Regions from separate parts of the Macaca mulatta genome. Here region 2 is linked to region 1. A link is a contact called in public Hi-C data. All regions are on one chromosome and are shown on one strand. The core of a region is the stretch at or near the end of the contact, and the rest is flanking DNA. Distances in the headings are between cores, read along the strand shown. Region 1 overlaps ELMO1 (engulfment and cell motility 1). Region 2 overlaps ELMO1 (engulfment and cell motility 1).

Region 1 (7,401 bases), core at 1,967-4,466:
CACCTCTTCAGAAAATAAAAAGATTAGCCGGGCATGGTGGTGTGCGTCTATAATCCTAGTTACTCAGGAGGCTGAGGTGAGAGGATGGCCTGAGCCCAGGAGTTCAAGGCTGCAGTGAGTTATGACTATGCCACTGTACTCCACCCTGGGTGACAGAGCAAGACCATGTCCCTAAAAAATAATAATGATAATTAATTAAAAAAAGAATAGTCTAACTTGCACAGGGCTATACTGTTGGCTGGATGATCATAGTATTTCAAAAAGTGGGAATAGATGAGAAGCCTACTAAATTTCTACTTGATGTGTATAAGTGGAAAAGTCCTAGGTCAAGTGAACAAAAGTCTAATCTGAATCATGAAAACAGTCATGGTCCCTCAACCAATCCTCAGACGTGAGAGTCAGTTTACAGTGAGTTTCCACGGGCTCAACTAGAATGAAAGGAAGGCTGGGTCCCTTTGAAATAGGGCCCTGGTACACTGCCAAAAGTGTATTCGTTAATCTTTCTCCCAGCCTTCCCCAAGAAGACCTACGTACAACCTTTTACCAGGGTAACTGCGCATTGGGGAAAAAGGAAAAATCAGACGTTTTGGGAACTAATGGACAATGGCTCTGAATGAACACTGATTCCAGAACACTCAAAACATCACTGTGGCCTCAGTTAGTAGGAACTTATGGGGGCCAGGTGATCTACGAAGTTTCTTTGTTTGTTTTTTTTTTTGTTTTTTGTTTTTTGGTGTTTTTGACACGGAGTTTCACTCTTGTTGCCCAGGCTGGGGTGCAATGGTGCAATCTCGGCTTACCACAGCCTCCGCCTCCCAGGTTCAAGCGATTCTCCTGCCTCAGCCTCCCGAGTATCTGGGATTACAGGCATACGCCACCATGCCTGGATAGTTTTGTATTTTTCGTAGAGATGGGATTTCTCCACGTTGGTCAGGCTGGTCTCGAACTCATGACTTCAGGTGATTTGCTCACCTCGGCCTCCCAAAGTGTTGGGATTACAGGTGTGAGCCACCACATCTGGCTTGATCTATGAAGTTTTAGTTCAGGTCCACCTCACAGTGGACCCAGTGGGTCCCACACCTCATCCTATGGTCATTTCTTAAGTTCTGGAATGCATAATTGGAATAGGCATGCTTAGCAACTGCCAGGTTCTCCACACTGGGGAAGCAAGGAGTTGTTTGGTTATTGTACTGAAGGAGAAAGGGGAAGTAAAAGGTCTGAGAATGCGGCTCCAAAGGCCTGAATATGCTCCATTTCCAGAGTGAACTGAGAACACTTAAGTTGGGGGTTTACCATGTGTGTGCTACTTGGCTTATAAGAAATGGGCTCAGCTCTGCACTTGAACATCAGGATAAATTGTTCCAGCAATGAAGAGCCAAGACACTATCAAGTTTCCATTGCTAGCTGAAACCCCTGATAGCTGCTAGAAAAATAATATGCAATTATAGCCTAGAAACGTAAATTATCAAGGCCACGGTGCTCTCAGAATGTAATAAATGAAATGTGGGTAACCACACATGTGGTAAAAATCCCAGCCCCCAATGTGTATCACAGATGCCTAGTCACCCACAAGCACTGGGGAGGGAGGAAGGAAGAAACAGACGCTTCAAATTCAACACTGGCCGAACCGTGGATGAAAGGATGAAAAGCCAAGAAATCTTTGCTATGTTCTTTCCAGTTATGGTCTTCAAATGTCTATGCCCTGTAGGCTCTTGGGTGACTAGGAGAGAATTATAAGTAGACAAGCAAGTAAGAATACTTCTGCAGAGAGTAATGCAATGACAAAATGTTGGTTTCTTCTTCTGTAATGTTCATTTTATCTAGAGTGGATTTGGGCACAGTGGAATGACACTAAGGCAGTAACTGTTGCCTCCTAGGGTTAGGGCATTGCACGGCCGTGTGCCTCTCCAACACCCAGAGGCTCCTCTATCAGTGACCTTGGGTCTTCAGCAAAATTGGGGACAGCGAGAGTTACATGCCAGACATCCCTAAATAGAGTATCCCCAGGGCCCTTACTCAAAGACGAAGAAACCATTTTAAAGGACTGTGAAAAGGACGCAGCGCTCACATGCATGAAAAATAGTGCTTCTGTCTACAGACATTTACTGAGTACTTCTTATGGGCTCAGCCTGGGAACACCTGCCATGAGCCCTCCAGGCTACTCAGGGAGAAGGACATGAAACAGAGTGTGAAACAGCACAATCAATGCCAGCACAGGGAAGCACTTCATGTGTCCAAGGAGCAAATGCCAGAAGTCACGGAAGGTTCCCAGAGGAGGTGACCATCCACTCATATCATGTGATCCAGGCACTTCACTCACAAAGGAAGCCAGGGGCCTCTCTCTCCCAGCCCACCAAACTGCCGGACACCTCTGGCATGACTTCTCTTTTGCTTGGTGTTTCCCCTTAATATTCATTTCAACCTGATTTCACCTGATTCGGAATTCTGGGGTCTTATGCTCACTTGCAAGGGAAGAATCATGAGCCCACCTTATCCCTCACTGATGGCTTCTGAGCAGTATTTGAAGACGGGCAGTATTTGAAGACCCAGAGAGCAGGGTGCCTCAAGGAAAGCCCCCCAAAAGCGAATTCTTCTGGTGTCCCTGAGTCTTTATGTCTCTGAAAATAATTCCCTATTTTGGCGGTCATGAACGAGTCTCTCCCCTATACATGCCCTGTCTCCTGCTGCAGGGGGCAAAATAAGTAACACCTACAGAGGGGCTTTTCCTCTCCCCTCCTCATCAGGCCAGGCTAACCCACCCCCTCAGAACCCCTGCCTGCCCCCAAATCTCATCTGGGACTTATGGAACAAGATTTTTATTAAACGGCGACAAAGATGAAAAGTAAAATATCAGAGACACACAGAGAGTGAGCCACAGATCTGAGAAAACAGCTGCATATGAAAGGATTAGAAAATAAATGAAAAAAGTAACTCAAAGGATTTAGAATCCATTTCAGGTGCACTGGAAGAAAATCCCCCCGGGATTGGGAGAACAGATCCAGGTTCAAACCTGGGCAATAGGAGGTTCTAAGGAGGTTCCATCCTCTTCTAGCTGCCTGATTAGGTGGTACCTTGAGGTTTATAATTTCTTTTTACTCACCACTTTCTAGGATGACGCTTCTTGAAAGAAGAGAAAAGTGAAGTCTGGGACCACGTGCACTTGCATCACCTGAGAGGCTGCTAAAAATGTGGTTTCCTGGGTCCCCAGTGATTCTTAAGCATTCTGAAGTCTGAGAACCACAGAACTAGGTACTTCATCATTCCTAAGTGGTTGCATTACCCATGCTAAATCACTCTTTTAAATTGCTGTTTAAAATTTAAAGAAGACACTAGTGGCTAAATTGATTCTTTTAGAAATGGTTAGATTCTAACAAGAGTGATTGTACAGTCACATTGTGACCAATTTTAAATGATGTAAAATTTACACATTGAAGCCAGAAGGATCTTTTCAAAGCATAAATCTGATCACGTCACTCCCTTGGGTAAAAGTCTTCAGTGACTTCCCTTTGCCCTTTTGATAAAAGCTCAGCCCCATGATCCCGATCAGCCCTCCTCTCCAGTCTAATCCACGGCTGGAGTGCTCCCTGCCTCAGGCACTCTGCTCCCCAGTTCCTGCAACATCCAAGGTCAGCCTTTTACACAGCCTTCACGTGCTAGTTGTCTGTACCCAGTAACATTCTTTCACCCTCCTCCCTGACCTCCCTGACTACATTAATCTCCCTGTTGTAGGCTCCCCCGGCATCAGTAACTTCCCCCTTCAACAGCCCTTAGCAGAGTTCAAACATCACACTTATTCGTGTGATCCTTTGATCAATGCATACTTCCTCCTCTGGTGTGTAAGCAGCCCAGCTGTTGTTGAAATCAACAACAGGCCTACTTTTCTCTCGGAAGGAGGCTCACCATTGTTTACGTATCACCTAGTACACCACACGGTACACAGCAGGTGCTCAATAAATACCTGTGAATTAACAAATGAATATTTCCGTTTGGTCCAAGTGCCGAGGTGTTTACAACTAATTGATCATAACCAGTTACGGATTTCTTTGTTCTACCACTGCTTCACTTGACTAGCCTTGAAAAAGCAAAAGGAGAAAAATAAAGACTATTTCCGAATCAAATGCTGGAACAAATTCAGGCACACAGTAGCAATTAAGAATTTAAAATACTCTGATCCCTTTCCTGAAAGGTAAAGGCAGCAGTCTCTCCCTAGCCAAGGATTAAAGTCCTATGGTGGTTTCCCTCCCCCTGCATATGATCCAATACTCTTCAAAGCACTTATCACTTCTAATGGATGGACCAAACTATTCCTAATACAACTTCTGGGTTTCGAAAAGGTGAAACTCAACATTAAAACTACTGTTATGCCATTTCTCTGGGCCTTGCTTTGATCTAGTCATGAAAAATTGTCTTAAAGATATATGTTGAGATAAAAACAAATCCGAGAATTTTCACAACTTCTTGTATTTTCAGACACCCTCATCTGCCCGTCTTATCATTCCCAGGTCCAGACGCCGAGTCTCAGACTGTTTCATTACACACTTGCACATGCTAGAATTGTTAGCAACACATTTGAAAAGATTCAACATGGCCCTAAACCAGTTGACAATAATTAGATGACAACGCTTGTGACTGTGGGAGGTTGTCTCACTGGGTATATAAAGGAATCTCTATTATGCGCTCTTCTCTCTACCACCCTCAGGCAGTCAGCCACAGCTGGGGTAATGCTTTGCTGCCCCGATCGCGCTCTTTTACGTGCTCCTGAGGCAGCAAATTGTTCACCATCCTTCACCAAGTAGCTCAACTCAACATAATGATCCAGTGTGACAGGTTCAACCGAGGCAAAAGTGACGAAAACTTGGCAGCAGGGGTATGTACCATATGGTATGCTGCAGAAAAGAGGGTATGGTTTTGAGTCTATGTGAAGTTGGGCAGCCAGCTTCCCAGACACCTGAATTCCCTCATCTGTAAAATGGGTACATGTTTGAAATCACTTTTAAGCTGCTAGATATTTTGGTATGAACATAACTCTCCAGTGAGTTACTGTAGATCGTATTTCATTACCTAAGTCTTCTTATGGGTCTTTAAACATGTATTTACCACTGGATTCTATTTCAAGGTACACACCAATCCTGATATATAGAAAAGAGGCGTTGCTACACAGTGGACACTCTAGCTGCTGAATAACCCATGTTTACCACTCTCCTAGGTAAAAGAAAGTGACCAGAATTTTTTCACACTGAAGACTGTGTATTTGTCAGGTCCAATAAAGATTTACATACAGTCATTAGACAAGTGATTTTCATGACTATAGTAATGGAAGTCAAGGTGGAGACCAAAAGACATCATTTTCAAAGCACTAATTTGGAGAAGCAGTTTCTGTTTGGCACATGGCTGTCTGACACTCCTACTTCTATCCAGGGCATTTTAGTGTCTAGATTAAGGTTTCTCTCTTTTTCAACCCACTCCTTAAAAGCTGTTACTAAGTGACTGTTTAATGGGTACATGAGCTACTGCTTAATGAGCTGGTGTGCCTGTAAGCTAGTTGCTGCCTTCCTGAAGAAGCAGTAAGTGGAAAAAGCACCCAAACAAACCGACCATAGCCAGAGAGAATGATTGGAAATGGAAGCAGGTGGCTTCTACTTAGGTGGCCATAAAATGAATTGTCCGATCCAGGGCACTTTGAAAGTGAAAGCTGGTGTAATTGAATGTGCTGGGACAATGGGGCCACACTGGGTCTATACACTTGGGACTACAGACATTCTTCTTTTATTTTTCCACTTTTATCCCCAGGATAATTTTTAATCTGGTTGGCAGCTTGATCATCTGGCTCAGATTAAAGAAGAAAATGTAACACTTTACAACCACCCATCTGCCAATGAACATTTCAGCAGTCCCCTACTTGGTGGAAGGTTCCTAATGATTCAAAAAGGGACATTTCCAAAACACTATTGGACCCATTGACCCTCTTTTACACGTAACATAATCATATGAAACCCAGTTCAACTGAATGAAAGTCCTGCCAATTGCTCCTTCACTGTTACTCCAGTGACATGGGGTTTCTCCCAGGGCCCCTGTGCACACTTGGACAAATGCAAACAGCCCCAAAAGCTGGAATCAAGAAAAGGGAAAGAGCTCCAGTGGAGCCATCTCCATTCTCTCCCCTCAAAGTAAAAAAAAAAAATTAATAATACAATAAAACAGTAAAATCTCAGGTTAGCTCAAATTGAACTGGACATATATCTATTTAGAAGAGCTTTTGCTTGAGAACCCTAAATTGCTAACTTGAGTCATTACATCAGTTATTTTAATTCACAGTCAATCATAACTCATCCCAGTCTGTATTTTAACAGTTGGTACTTCTCCTGTACTGGTTTAAGTTTCATTTTTATTTAACAAATAGTAATCATTCATATGTATGAGGTACGATTGGATGTATTGATACATGCATACCTAAGGAATGATAAAATCAGGCAAATTAACATATCTATCACTTCAAATATTTAGCATTCCTTTGTGGTGGGAACATTTAAAATCCCCTCTTTTAGCTGTTTTGAAATATATAATATATAATTATTAACTATTGCCACCATGTTGTGTAATAAAATCACCAGAACTTATTCCTCCTGTCTAACTGAAACTGTCTATCTGGCTTTGACCAACATCTCTTCTTTCCCTGCCAACCCCAACTTTCTTCTTGTTTTCTTGAAGAAAAGACATATTAAGCAAACTAATTCTAGTCAAGACTTTAGGAGGAGTTACCTAGGTCACTTGAAGAAAATTAAACACAAAATGCATGTTTTTATATGATTTTAGCAAGATAGTTTAATAAAGAACCTAACTAGAAACTACTGAATCAGTAATAATAACCTCAATAATAATAGCAAACCCAACCCAATGCCTTTAGGGTACGCTACTTTACAATCATGATTGCATTTAATCATCTCAGCTACTCGAAGAGGTAGGGACTTACATTACCTATATTTGAAAGATGTGAAAACGAGGCCAAGGAAGGTCACTAACTTACCTGAAGTCACCCAGCTGTGTACTCAACAGGAGATCTGAACCCTCCATTAACAAGTGTGTGCTTATGTCGCTTTAAACCACAAAGACTCCTTTTCCTTTTCCCCAAATCCAATCAGTTAGCAAATCATTTAATTTTGTCATCAGTATCTACAGGCAAACACGGTGTGTGCAGGCCTGCCCTCCTTTCCCTCTGCTCAGACTCTGGCTGGCACCCGCTGAGGGGCTCAGGCTGGAAGGTGGGGGCTGGGCAACCTGTCTCCAAGTTTCATTGGCACAGCAAGCACACTGCTTTGTTTATTTATTCATCTGACCAAGACCATGTATTTACTTAGGCAGGCCTAGCAGGAGCTCCCATCTTTTCTCTGCCCCTCCCTCCAG
Region 2 (7,401 bases), core at 1,391-3,890, 93 kb before region 1:
TCCATCAAATGATTCTGGAAAAGTAGGTACAGAGTTCTTTGTACTATCCTTGCAATTTTTGTGTGTTTAAAATTGTATCAACATACAAGTACTTGTCAAAGTTATCAGGCCATGAAAAACAAGGAAAGACTGAGAAATTGTCCAAAATGGAAGGAGACTGAGGAAACATGACAATTGGTATCCCTGGATTGGATCCTCAAACAGAATAAGGACATTAGTGGAAAATCTGATGAAATCCAAATAAAGTTGGTAGTTATGTTAATGTAATGTATCAACGTCAACTTCTTAGTTTTGACTAACGTAACAAGATTAAGATTTTAACCTGAGGGGAAACTGGAAAAAGGGTATAAATGTAAGCATACACAATCTTTGTAGCTTTCTGTCAATCTAAAATTATTCCAAAATAAACAGATAATTTAAAATATATACATTAAAACACACACATAGCAAAGGACACCTCCAAAGGCAGAGAACACTACACTCACCTCACAGGTAAGGAGGACTGTCTATTAAGAGCTGCTGTCTTAAAGCAGAGGTTTTCAAACTGCACTGACCATGGCAGAATCAGAATTAAATAGTTTACCAGAACCACTAAATTAGAGTCTCTTGGGATGGGACCACTGAAAACAGTTATTTCGAGTAAGTGCCTGGGTAGTTCTGATGAGTACCGGGCTTGGGCACCAGGTATCTAGCTCAGCAAGTCTCAGATTGAACTATGCACAGGGATACCCTGGGGATCTTGTTAAAATGCAGACTCGGTCAGGAGGTCTGGAATAAGACCAGAGATTCTGCATTTCTAATGTGCTTTCAGGTGATGCCCAAGCATGTGATCCAAAGCCCCACAGACTGAGAAGGGCAATGCAACAAGACAGAGGGCCCGAGTGCATGCCACTGCAGGGCATTCAGGACCTCTACACGTGTGTGAGACCAACTTCTATCTCATTGAAGCCATCGGTCTCTCAGGCTGTGGCCAAACCTAATCCAAACTACATTTAGTCTGCACCAAGTATCTCCAAACATTTTCTTAAGGTAAATTTTAACTAGCATCTCAAACCACACATGAAAGCAGATAAGCATCTGTTGCCTGACTCAAAAGTATCCGAAACTATTAGGCATCTCTACTCTTCTCTATTTGTATAGGTTGCTTCTTGAGTCACTAGAAAACTACCTTAGACAGCAGTTAAAATGACAATGATGTGTGGTCTGATGACAGCTTTTTTGACAAAAATCCCAAAAATTTACCCTTTCTTACATTTAAGTTTAAGTTCAATTAATTCTGATCTGACCCATATAATTCATTTTAATGATTCCTTTGGATTCACACAATTCCATATAACTCTTGCATTGATCTGCCGCCAGATAATAAAATCTGATCAGGAAAAAAATTGTAAATCATAATCGTAAAATAGCATAGAGAACATAAAGATTGGAGTTGCCATGGTATTATAATTTTTAAAATGTAGAAAGCCATTTAGAACCCTATATTATATACATTATAAAACCCGTAAGTATATATTAGGTCTCAACCTTTTATTTCTTAAATCATTTGCTCTTGAATGACTACAGTAAAGTGAGGACAAAATGAACCATTCCGAGATAACCTATAATCAAACAGTGCATGAGAATCACACCATACAATTCTCAAGACTCAAGTTAAAGGATGTCTTTATGGGTCAAACCACTTTTATAAGTCTTCTTGATATTTTTTAATTCAATAAACACTTGTTGAGTATTTACTTCATGGCAGACAATATGCTAGACACATAGTGAATTTTACACTAAAAATAAAAATTACAATTGGCTGAAATCCAAGACTGAACCCTTCTATACTAATTTCATTATAAAACTATTAATGTAACAAAGTATCAGTGCATTTCGCTGCTTCTGCAAAAAATGAAGAAAAAAGTGATTTTAAAAATTAAGTTTTGTCTTGTCTGTGTTCCAACAATCTGCACATATTCATGTGTCATGGCAAGGCAGGGATGGGGCAGCCTCCACTGTGTCAACTGCCCAGGGCCCGATCCACTTGTCCCTCCCACCTCCTTCCCAGCTTCAGACACAAATCCTGCATTGACACAATCCAAGTGGATGCTGGAAGAGTATAAAAACTCCATCCATCACTATTATATGTGCCACAGAGATCAAGCTACATTGCAACTATTACTGCACAGATTTTTCAACACAGCTAGAGGAAGAAAGGGAGAAGAGCGAACTATCCAAAGTCTATGAAAATTCCCATATAGAAAGGAAACTGAAAATAAACACCCAAGGCTGTCACGTTACTAACCTGATCAATTTCCATGAGTTTGGGGTAGGCGCCCGGCCATTCTATGGCCACCTTGACGATGTCCGCGGGTGGCGGCATTGTAAGCCCCCAAAATGTTCAAAGCCAGTGGGACTGGGGATCCTACAGTGTAAACGGCCACACGTGTCTATACCTAATGAGGAATGACAGAAAAAGAAAGAGAAGTCACTCAGTGCCGATGCAGGGTGAATTTTGCTTCATCACTTCCTGTTTTCATGGTGGTTTGGTATGAAAAACGGCTCCCCTTGGTGTCTGGGTGCTGGAGGTGAGGGGCACAGCCAACGGTAAGACGGGCTCCTGAGGAAAGAAGAAAGATGGGGGTACCCGTGCCAACGCCCTTGAGTCAAAGCCGCCAGGAGACGCTGCCCTGTGGGGCACGGCTTGTGTGAATCTTCAGTGGAAAGAAAGCTATTCCTTACCACTGAGTTCTGTTCCAAATGGTGCCCAGGGTCTGAATGAGCCAGGCTCACTCTCTGTCCAGACATGCATGTAAATGTCTGGCGCTCAACAGTCTCCGGAAGGACAGATTGCCCAGGAAGTCATGGTCAGGAAGCAGTGTTTCTTTAAAGTGTTTTCTGCGTGTCACAAATAGATCTCCGCACTATAGCAACCAGGATATCATGAAGGAGAAACACCCTGAGAGCTCACACACATGCACACTCATACTCCCCCCACAAGGTCAGTTCCCACAATGCACCTTCGGTGGGGGGGGCGGGGCAGAAAAATGTACAGCTGTGGATTGGATGGCATTCAGAACAGACTCTGAATTCTCACTTGAATGAATCGTGCTTCTTACACAAAGGAGGCAACCATTATCCTCTGCGACCTCTTCCCAGGCTAGCCCATTTCTTTTTTTTTTTTTTTTTTTCTTTTTTTGAAACAGAGTCTGGTTCTGTTGCCCAGTGGCACAATTTTGGCCCACTGCAAAATTCAAGCAATTCTCCTGCCTCAGCCTCCCGAGTAGCTAAGATAACAGGGGCCCACCACCATGCCTGGCTAATTTTTGTATGTTTAGTAGAGACAGGGTTTCGCCATGTTGGCCAGGTTGGTCTTGAACTCTAGGTGATCTGCCCACCTCGGCCTCCCAAAGTGCTGGGATTACAGGTGTGAGCCACCTGGCCTGGCCCCATTTCTTTTTAAAATTAGTTTGTTAACAATCATGTGATACAAACTTGTGTGTTTGTGTGTACAAAGATGTACATTGTAGAGTCTCTTCTCCCAATGTCACCCACCGGCCCAATATCTGCTTTCACTCCTTATCCTTCCAGTTATCCAAGTGATTAGGTATCCCTCCAGAATTTCTTCAAGTATAGAAGGCAAATACAAAAATACATTATTGCATTTCCACTTTCTTTATATAAAAGGCAGCTTTTTTTTTTTTTTTTTTTTTTTTTTTGAGACAGTCTCCCTCTGTTGCCCAGGCTGGAGTACAGGGACATGATCTTGACTCAAGACAACCTCCAGCTCCCAGATTCAAGTGATTCTCCCGTCTCAGTCTCCCAAGTAGCTGGGATTATAGGCGCACACCACCACACATGGCTGATTTTTGTATTTTTAGTAGAGACAGCATTTCACCATGTTGGTGAGGCTGATCTCAAACTACTGACCTCAGGTGATCCGCCCTCCTCAGCCTCCCAAAGTGCTGAGATTGCAGGTGTGAGCCATCGTGCCTGGCCAAAAGGGAGCATTCTTTTTGTTTCTTTCAGTATATTTTCTAAATCCTTCTATGTTAGTACAAAGAGAGCATCCTGATTCTTTTTACAGTTACATAGTAGTTCATTGTGTGGATGTGTCCTATTTGATGAACCAGTCCCCTGCTGTGGACCACTGGGTGATTTCTTAAGTTTACTTATCATAAACCAAACTATGATCCATAAACTTATGTCTAACTAATTTTGCACATATGCAGGTACATCCTTACAATAGATTCACAGAAGTAAAACTGCTGGGTCAAAGCACAGATGCAGTTAATATTGATAGCCATTTCCAAATTTCTCTCCATTGGACTGGTATGATGTGGCCTATTTATACCCAGCCTCACTAACAGAATGAATTTTTGCAAACCTGACAGGTTGAAAAATAAAATCTTAATCTATTTTTAAATTCTATTTCTCTTATTGTGAGGTTGAACATAAAGAGGAAAAGACACACCCTCCCTTTTTGTGAACAGTCCAAACCTTTGCCCCTTTTCTATCAGGTTCTCTTGTCTTTTTTGAGAAATTGGTATCTGTAATGAAGATCTTAAACATGTGCATTTGGTCCTTTATCAGACCAGAGTAAGCCTTGTCAGTTACTATCCCAGATCTCAGCAGTAGCTGGACGTTACTGAGACAACAGAGATAGCAGAGTTAATGGAATTCTCACCACCACCAGCAGTTATATAAATAACTAACTTCAGTGCAGCTGACAAGTAAAGGAAATGAACCAAAACAAAACCGCTACTCCTTTGACCAAAGACGATTAGGGAAGCCTGCTGAGAAGCTAATCAGTGGTAACCAGCAAGAGCAAATCTACAAAGCACTGGTTTAGTCACTCATTCAACAAATAATTATTGAGCCTCTGCTCAGTGCCAGGTCTATTCCCCGTGCTGGGGATACAGAGCAGCAAATCTGGGAGTTAGCAACAAAGGATATGAAGAAAAATCAAGCAGGGAAGGAAACTGAAGCCTGTGCCTCTACCAGTGTGGGAGGGGCAGGAATACAATTTTAAACAGGAAAATCAGGGAAAGTTTCACCGAGAAGGCAGCATCTGAGTAAAGACATCTGAGGCCAGATGTGGTGATTCACGCCTGTAATCTCAGCACTTTGAGAGACTGAGGCGGGTGGATCACTTGTGGTCAGGAGTTCAAGACCAGCCTGGCCAACATGGTGAAACCTCATCTCTACTAAAAAATACAAAAATTATCCAGGCGTGGTGGTGCTTGTAATCCCAGCTACTCGGGAGACTGTGGCAAGAGAATCATTTGAACCCGGAAGGCAGAGGTTGCAGGGGGGCGAGATCGCACCACTGCACACGAGCTTGGGCAACAGACCGAGACTCTGTCTCAAAAAAAAAAAAAAAAAAAAAAGACATCAGAGAGGTGAGGATGGGAGACCTGTGGACATCTGGAGAAATCAGTTTCTAGGCCAAAACAACAGCAAGAGCAAAGGCCCCAAGGGAGGAGCATGCCCTGTTATGTTCCTGAAACAGGGTACTTGCTGAAGTGAAGGGCAAGAATAGGAAGAGAATGTGTTCAGAGAACGGTGGGGTTATCCTTGGTAGGTTCAGTTTTCCATACTCCTGACCCCCTGGACAACTTCCACCACACCTCTTGGTTTGTGACTTCTAAAGAAGGAAGCTGTGTGTCCCTGCACGCCTATTCAGAGTGTAAATCAGCACAGCTTTCTAGAGGGCCTTTGGCAAACTATACGAAAAGCCTTAAAATTTTGCATCCCCTTTGAGTAATTTCAATTTTCTAGAATGTTATCCTCAAGAAATAATTATTAACCACAGCAATGCCAATTTCTGTTTTGTCTGTAATTCTCGAAACTTGAAAACAATTGAATATTCAACAATAGGGACTTGTTAAGTAATTATAGTGTCTGCTATGTGCAAATGCAAGCAAACAATCTGTACTCCCAACTTCCTCTCCATAGTCTGTATGCTCTTTGAATACTTGAGAGCTCTAAAAACAATGCATTATATCTGTGCTACATTACTTCAATTCGAGATCCAAGTTCAATTACATACCCTAGAATAAGAATTAAGAAAGCAGGCTCTAATGTGCAGAGAGACTCTGTGAATTTTAGGTAACACTATTCAAAAGAAAGCATACACCATCTTGGGGGTTAAGACAGTAAATAATAAAAATAAGAATGCATTTTAAGCACCTTGCCCCCACCTGTACATAAAATCATCTAGAATTACAGCAAAAGAGGTCAGCTAACCTTTTAGGAATCAAAGGCCACGCTTGTATTTCTACCCTTTTAACTAGTATTTATTTCTCAAAGACCGTTCAGGAAAAACCTGTTGAACAGGTGAGAATACAATAACGTTGGCTCCAGTGGAGAGTCAGAGGGGAGCTGTACACAAAGCAACCATTGAGAAAGCAAAGGAGCAAGGAGGCTTCCCCTTGGGAATTCACTTAACCAAGCCCAATTAGACCTCACCAGTTTTCCCCAACATTAACAAACCACAAGGGAAAGGAAGGGGGACACAGCAAGGCTACTCTGGGGTACAGCCAGGTGCACAATTGCAAAATGGATGATCTAGTTCACATTTTATCATCAGAAGTGCAGACCTTATCCTCTTAAATTTATATCTTCACTAGGAAACAGCACCTAAGGCTTCTATATATAAAATCAGTGTTACTTCTGATGAAATTTAGGGAAGAAAGCTTCTAGCCTGGGCTTTCTCATTCCTGGCACAATTAGCAGCTGGGGCCATACTTCCTTGCTGTAGGAGCTGCCCTGAGCATTGCAAGATGGCTGGCAGCATCCCTGGCCTCTGCCCTCTAGAGGTCAACAGGCCCTTCCCCTCAGTCTCAACAAATGTTCACGTGTTGTAGAAGGGACCCAGTGGGAGGTAACTAAATTACAGGGGAAGTTTCCCCCATACTGTTCTTATGGTAGTGAATAAGTCTCACGAGATCTAATGGTTTTATAAGGCGAACACCCTCTCGCTTGGTTCTCATTCTCTCTTGTCTGCTACCATGTAAGAGCCTCCTGCCATGGTTGTGACGCCCCTTCATCCACATGAAACTGTGAGTCCATTAAACCCCTTTCTTTATAATTACCCAGTCTCTGGTATGTCTTTATTAGCAGGATGCAAACAGACTAATACAGGTGGCAAGCTAGCAAATCCTCTAGGCGGATTACCGACAATCAGGGCAACACACCCCATCCTTGAAATGGACACAAGGCACACGGTCTCATTGGGCTCTCCAGGAAAGATCAACACACAAGCCCAACTCTTCGTGAGACATAACTGAGAAGGAAATCCATTCTAAAATCTTCAGCCAACAAAGTGAGCATCCTGGTGTCCTATGTTTCCCCCAGCACAACTCTGGGGTTACCGGACTCCCTTTGTCAACTTCTGCCCACTACATCTGGAGTACT

Evidence for each region. Hi-C and Micro-C count contacts between places; a contact is called where the count stands out from the background.
Region 2: a Hi-C map of CD4 T cells shows a contact between it and region 1, with 3 times the contacts expected there. The contact joins two enhancer-like sites. A contact is called at or near these places in 2 of 14 Hi-C or Micro-C datasets (CD4 T cells and cortical neurons).

Annotation. Positions count from the first base shown.
Region 1 is chr3:90,954,021-90,961,421 of T2T-MMU8v2.0, reverse strand. All of the region lies in intron 1 of ELMO1 (engulfment and cell motility 1), which reads right to left. All of the region lies in intron 4 of LOC144340197, which reads right to left. Among named protein-coding and RNA genes, the nearest start is that of ELMO1, 14 kb to the right of the region's middle. Within about 2 kb of position 3,216, at least 14 of the 40 cell types and tissues checked have an H3K27ac peak or open chromatin away from gene starts, as enhancers often do. A contact at or near this core is called in CD4 T cells, where this site is marked.
Region 2 is chr3:91,046,025-91,053,425 of T2T-MMU8v2.0, reverse strand. It overlaps ELMO1 (engulfment and cell motility 1), which reads right to left. Exons shown (of 22, transcript NM_001257647.1): 2 at 2,288-2,438. The coding sequence starts at 2,365. Among named protein-coding and RNA genes, the nearest start is that of ELMO1, 110 kb to the right of the region's middle. Within about 2 kb of position 2,640, at least 12 of the 40 cell types and tissues checked have an H3K27ac peak or open chromatin away from gene starts, as enhancers often do. A contact at or near this core is called in CD4 T cells, where this site is marked.